2 separate regions of the Triticum aestivum genome follow, and region 1 is linked to region 2. Evidence: chromatin contacts called from public Hi-C data. All regions are on one chromosome and are shown on one strand. Each heading gives the region's core, a stretch centred on a gene start, on an enhancer-like site or on the middle of the called end of the contact. The rest is flanking DNA. Distances are from core to core; before and after follow the strand shown. Region 1 holds the start of LOC123060560 (spindle assembly checkpoint component MAD1). Region 2 holds the start of LOC123060551 (F-box protein At5g46170).

Region 1 (3,342 bases), core at 291-2,790, 250 kb before region 2:
ACGGTGACAGGACAGCTACGGGAGCGTCACTCCATCAATGACAAAGCCACAGCATCACCAACTTGGCTCAGTCGGTCGGCACCGTCGCCGACTCGCCGTCACACCACGCACGCACGGTCGACGGGCCATTCCGACGAGCGCCAACGGCGATAAAGAAATCGGCACGTGGCGCCCGATCGCCGTGCCGCAGTTAATTCCGGGCGGTCGACCTGTCCGCCTCGCTGGCCGGGCCCCGCGCGCTGACGGGGCAGCGGCACGCTTGTCGGCACCCTCCCCCTTCCCCACGGCCCGCCCGCCCGCGGTCGCGTCGCCGAGACAAACTCCCAGCCCAAAAAAAACAAAAACGCACGCGCTGGCGCTGCCCCCTCTCCTCGGACGCCACCGACCGACCGACCGAGCCCTTCTCCCTTGCGTGGGTTCGCCTCGCTCGCTTGCTTCCTGCCGCCGCCAGTTACCAGTAGTACGGCACACGCCTCGGCCCCGGCCTCGTCACGGCGGGCCAGGACCATGGGCGCCGCCGCCGCCGCGGGCCGCCTACTAGTACGATCTCCATCGCGCGCGCCGGGATGAGCGCCAGGGCCGGGCCGGATCCCAACTCCGAGAAGTCGGTCGCGTGGCCGGACCTCCGGGGAAGCCTCGAGCGGGCCGGCGCCCTCGCCGCGGAGCTCGCGGCCGCGGCGGAGGAACGGGCACGCCTGGCGCGCCGCCTCGAGGCCGCGCTCGAGGTGAGAATGCTTCTCGCTCGCTCGCTTTGCTTCCGCCCCGCTCGTCGCGCCCCCTTTTGTCGAGCGTGGCCTGATCCTGCTGCTGCTGCAGGTGAGGAGGGAGTCGGTGCGGCAGGGCGCGGCGCTGGACGAGCTGAGCCGGCGGCTGGAGCGGCGGCGGGCGCGCGCGGACGAGCTCGCCGTCGCCAGGCGGAGGGCCGCCGAGGGCGTGGAACGGCGCAAGGAGCAGATGCAGGCGCAGATCGAGCGGGTGCTGCCGCTCTCCAGGGCCCTCGCCGCCGCGCACCGCCAAGTGCAGGTACCTGCCCGCCCGCCCGTTTCTTCCTCTCCACGCGACACCGGAATGCATTGGGTGTTCTGGCTGCCTGCGTTTGGTCCGATATCTAATCCGTCTCCTCCTGATTGATCGCAGGAAGCCAAAGAGTTGAAATCCGCGGAGAAGGCGCGGCTTGGGGATCTGCAGAGGCTGCTCAGGACGAGGCAGCAGTCCATGGTAGCCCAGGTCGCCGCCCTGTACCCTGTCAGGGTCTTCCGAGACCTGCCGGCTGCAGAGAACCACCATTCCCGTACCAATGGTGAGAATTCAGTACTCATGTGCCTCCCCTGAGCAACAATGCTTGATACGATGTGCATGATTTTAGCGTATATGCCCCACAGGCCCATAGATAAGCAATGAACAATCATGTTGTCACATGAATTTTATTTTATTTTTGCTCTGGTTTTTATACGAGTCAGAGAGCTAATTAAAAACACAGTCGATCCTTATATCTCACTTCATGTAACCGTTTATGATGAAATGACACCACATTTTCAGGAGAGTGCCGAACACCTTCGGAAGAGAATGGGGCACTTCCGCAAGAAATGAATGGAAATGGAAGACATTTACTCAGCATTATCAAATCTCCACATGTTGGCCCCTTGACATTTTTTGGTTGGCAAATTGGAAAGCCCAAGACAAAGCAGCCAAGTTACAGTCACAAGGAGCTTCAGAGGTCAGCAGCTGTGCTTGGATATGCAGCACATGTAAGTTTGTCTGCCCAATGCTCCTGCACAACAAAATATTAAGACAAATAGACAATACATTTGATGTAGCACATATATCCCAGCCTAGCTAGGCCAGTTGTCATGCTTCAAGAAGAAAATACAAAAAATATTTCTTGGGCTGCCGATTTTTTGGTATAGTTTTTAATAGATCCAGTGGTAAAGATCAAAAAAGAAGAGCATTGAGTTTTTCATGCATTAGTTTGGAATACAATATAAATTGTGGCCCTTCCAGATTTAGTGGTTCCATGGTATCAAGCCTACACTATGATAGGAGTGTAAGTTATCTGCCTGCATCTGCACACTAGATTTTATAGGTGCAGCCACTAGAGTTAAAATCACTACTTGCTTACCATGTTAATTTGGTGTGGAGTTCAAAAGAGTTAGAATCTTATCTGCCTGCATCTGCACACTAGATTTTATAGGTGCAGCCACTAGAGTTAAAATCACTACTTGCTTACCATGTTAATTTTGTGTGGAGTTCAAAAGAGTTAGAATCACAAGTTGCTCACTTTGTTAATTTCCTGTAGGCAGTCTTGCTTATTGCTTCATATCTTGACATTCCCCTCCGATATCCTTTGCGCTTTGGAGGATCACGATCTTATGTCGGTGATCGTTTGCCTTCAGCTGAAGCATCATCCATGGGTTCAACGGAACATCGAAGGGTCGGCAGCGCTGACTCAAAACTAACAGATTATCCCCTTTTCTTGGAATATCAAGATGACTCGACAAAGGCATCCTACGCCATTCACTTGTTGCAAAAGGTGTGTGTTCTCCATACAGTCTTGTATTCCATCTCCCTGTTTGTCGCTGCAATCTTTGTTTAATCCAGTTTCCCAAGCAAACTAAGACTGCTTGCTGTCCACATTTTCAATGATGGGTGGTTAGGATACGGAGCAGCTCTTGAACTACATCGGAGCAGAGAGTTCTGGGAGGAATGCATTTGGTAATCTGCGGGAGCTTATTAGGATTGTACAGTCAGATGAGTATCTGTACATATGATTAGATTTGGTGATCATCGTGAGTTTGGATCGCATATGCTGTATAGATAGATATATGGTAGAATACAGGTTTAAGTAGGTATTCTTTCTGTTCTTTTGTGTGATTCTGCCTACTCTCGCTGTGCCGAGTTTTTGTATGCGCAGCAAAGAGCAGCACTGGGTTGTGCTAGATCAATGGTATTTACAGATGGGGTTTTACATGAGCATAAAAGCCTCTCTCCCATGTACTCCCTCCGTCCGGAATTACTTGTCGCAGAAAAGGATGACAAGTAATTCCGGACGGAGGGAGTATATTTTTGAGGTTTCTGGGTACGTACTACCCTCTGAGGCTGTTGTATAAAAAAGGTTATGAGTTGATATGGAAGTCATTGGACTCGGAAATTCAGGAGTCAAGACCTACTTTGGACCTGTTTGGAACACAGGCAGTGTACACAACGCACCAAACTCATTATCCATTTGACTATTTGAGCATGGATATCACAAGCCCAATAGTATTATAAATGAAACATCATTGCAGTCATCTAACTAACTTCATCACTGGTTTAAGCATTGCTATTATATCATCATTATATTTA
Region 2 (3,314 bases), core at 700-3,199:
GAGAACCTTATTTCATCTTCAGGAGCTGCCGCCATCTCGTCTTCCTAAGCGGGACACAAATCCTAATAAGGCCTCCTTTGGTTTAGAGGAATTTCATAGGAATTCTAGAGGATATGATTCTTATAGGATTTTTTCCTTTAGAGCCCTTTGGTTCATAGGAATGGATTCCTATTCCTACATAGGATTGGTTCCTATCCTCCACATTTCATAGAAAAATAAAAAAGAGCCTAGACTCAATGGAAAAATTCCTTTGATGTCAACCAAATGACATCTTGTTTCCTATTCCTACTCATAGAATTTGAGATACACATCATCTCATTTCCTACAAGATTCCTATTCCTATGATAATCCTATCCTATGAACCAAAAGAGGCCTAAAACTCGAAGAACGTATAAAAATAGAGCCTCCCGCAAGCCATGGTCAGGATCCACCACATCGCCATTGCCCTAAAAAGTCACCGGAGACAAGGCAGATCGACGGTGGCGCTTGCGGAAGGCAAAGAAACCCTGCGACTAAGTATTTTTGTTCAAGGTTCAAATTAGTTTAAGAGGTGAGAATGCGGTAATTATTTATCGACTCGACCATTCGAGGTGATCATAGAGATAGTATGTGTGCGCGAATATTCATAGGTACGAATGTTTAAACAGTTTGTGTAATTTACATCTAGATATTTTCTAAGGATGTCACATCTAAGCTTCCATAAATAACGCAGCAATAAGGAATAAAAAAATTAGAACAAAAAAATAGATCACAAATATAATGGACACAAGGTTAGATGTGACATAATTATGTCATATCTAGATGTGTTCTATACAGACCCATATTTAAATTGGGTGCCTCCTTTTATATTTGAGTTAAATGTACTGGAGGTCCTAAAAGTTTCATCAAGGTGTCACTTTAGTCCTAATTCTTTCAAAATGCACCTTTAGATCCTAATTCTTTAGTAAGTGGTTCACTTGAGGTCCTTTTTCCACGAGTGCTCGTTGACTTGCCCGCGTGGCACGTTGACCCATGCCACGTCGACAAAGGGCCCAACTGGCTGGCAAGGAAAATACACTGGTGATCCTAAAAGTTTCTGAGCAGTCACTTTAGTCCTATTTTTTTTCAAAACGCACGTTTACGTTCTAATTCTATAGTAAGTAGTTCATGTGAGGTCCTTTTTCGCACGATCATTCTATAGCTTGTGGAGGAGGCAACGCTGCCGACGCTGCTGCAATGCTCCTCTTCGTCACTCGCTTCCTTGCCGAGGAGCTTACTGCCCCAGCCATGGTGACGGTGTGGGCATGAGAGAGAGAGGTGGGAAATGTCAAGAGGGGGAGGGTACAAGGGGCTTTCTCTAAAAAAAAAGAACAACCACAACGGCCTCTAAGTTGACATGACATGGGTCAATGCACGCAAGCATGTCAGAGAAAGATCGTGCAAAAAAGGACCCCGCGTGAACCACTTACTATAGAATTAGGATTTAAACATGCATTTTGAAAGAAGTAGGACTAAAGTGACACTGCCTAGAAACTTTTAGGACCTCCAGTGTAATTTTCTCACCTGGCGGTTGGGCCCTATGTCGACGTGGCGTGGGTCAACGCGCCACACGTGCAGGGCAATGAGCGCTCATGGAAAAAGAACCTCGCATGAACCACTTACTAAAGAATGAGGACCTAAAGATGCATTTTGAAAGAATTAGGATTAAAGTGACACCCCGATGAAACTTTTAGGACCGCCCGTGCATTTAACTCTTTATATTTCTCTGAGAAAACTGTGGGTGCTTTGTCGCACCACACACCACCCTCCCCCGCGCTGACGTGGACCGGGAGTAACGGCTCCCCCGCCGTTACCCATCAACCAACGGCGCGCCACCGCCGCTTGGGTTAACTGCGGGGAGCCGTTACCTGTTGACGGCGCCACCGCCCCCGTCCTCCGGGCCGATATTAAAAGCCGCCCACCGTCGAGTGGTGCCGGAGAGCAGAGCAGAAGCGACCGCACGAGCCAGAAAAAAACAACTGCCGCCGGGAGGAGAGCAGAGGAGAAAAATATCCCCAATCTCTCTCGCCTCGCCTCCGATAAACGCTAGCCAGCAGCCTCGCCTGATTGGCGCCGGGAGCCCGCCGGATCGGAGCCTTGGGGCGCGTCGGCTCGCCGGAGGCGGAGGAGCTGTCGGTCGGGCGGGGAATTGCGGCGAGTTTTCGGGTTGCTCCCTGGCCTCCCGGGCGCTCGCCGGCGTCGGATCCGGCCCTGCTCCGGAGGAGAGCGCGGGTCTCGGTTCGGCTCCGCCCCCGATTTGCTCGCCTGGGCTGGTTGACGCGGCTGCGGCGGCGGTGGCGACCGGCGACTGAGGTATGTAAAAGATTGGTGATTCCACTCTCCCGGTTCCTCATTTGAGGTTCCCTTTGATTATTGATGGTGATTCTGCTTCATCCATGTCTCTAATGTTTCCCGTGCGTGTTCTGAGCTGTTCCCCTTCTCCTTTCCTTCAGGCGGCCGCGTCGCGTCGCGTCGATTTGGCGGGCCGTTGCTGCCATTGCGCGAGCCATCCGAAGAGCCAAGGTCGAGCAGCCCGTTCCTGCCATTCCCGGCCTTCCGGCGGCGCGATGCTTCCCAAGGCCCGAATCCACGCGGACCCGGCGCTCGACTTCGAGCTCGATCTCTTCGACTGCCTGCCGGACTCGCTCGTCCTGCTCATCCTCAACAAAGTGGAGGACGTGCGTTCCCTCGGCCGCTGCTCCGCGGCGTCCAAGCGGTTCAACGGGCTCGTGCCCCACGTCCACGACGTCTGCGTCAAGATCGACCGCGTCGTGGCGGTCGACGGCGACGGCGAGGACGCCCTCAACCTGATCTCGCCCAAGCCCCGGAACATCCTCTCCCACTTCCTCAAGCTGATGCTCTTCACGATCATCAAGCCCTTCCACAGCGCGCGCGGCCCCAACGGCGCCGGGCGGCCGCTCTTCCCGCAGCTCGCGCACCACTCGCCGGCGCAGGTGCTCCGGAGCTTCACGCACGTGCGGAACCTCCACATCGAGCTCCCTTCCGGGGATGTCGGCACCGAGGACGGGGTGCTCCTGAAATGGCGGGCAGAGTACGGGAGCACGCTTCAGAACTGTGTCATCCTTGGGGGCACCAGGGTTGACCGCAAGCCTGTTGGCGCAGAGCATGAGCCGTCTTCGGAGGACAACGGGAGCATGCCGGAGTCTTTCTATACCAATGGCGGGCTCAAGCTCCGCGTCGTGTGGACGATCAGCTCCCTCATCGCTGCGTCGACGAGGCATTATCTTCTCCGGTCGATCATCAAGGAGCACCCCACACTTGTGAGCTTGGTGCTG

The links. A called contact is a pair of places that touch in the nucleus more often than the background predicts.
Region 1: a contact with region 2 is called in a Hi-C map of leaf, with 9 times the contacts expected there. The contact joins the promoter of LOC123060560 here to the promoter of LOC123060551 in region 2. A contact is called at or near these places in 3 of 5 Hi-C or Micro-C datasets (leaf and an unstated tissue) and 1 of 1 datasets of contacts at active chromatin or transcription factors (leaf).

The regions. Positions count from the first base shown.
Region 1 is chr1A:500,938,931-500,942,272 of IWGSC CS RefSeq v2.1, reverse strand. It overlaps LOC123060560 (spindle assembly checkpoint component MAD1), which reads left to right and starts at 1,540. Exons shown (of 3, transcript XM_044483342.1): 1 at 1,540-1,748; 2 at 2,394-2,530. The coding sequence starts at 2,487.
Region 2 is chr1A:500,692,774-500,696,087 of IWGSC CS RefSeq v2.1, reverse strand. LOC123060551 (F-box protein At5g46170) reads left to right here and starts at 1,949. Exons shown (of 2, transcript XM_044483318.1): 1 at 1,949-2,331; 2 at 2,472-3,314. The coding sequence starts at 2,586.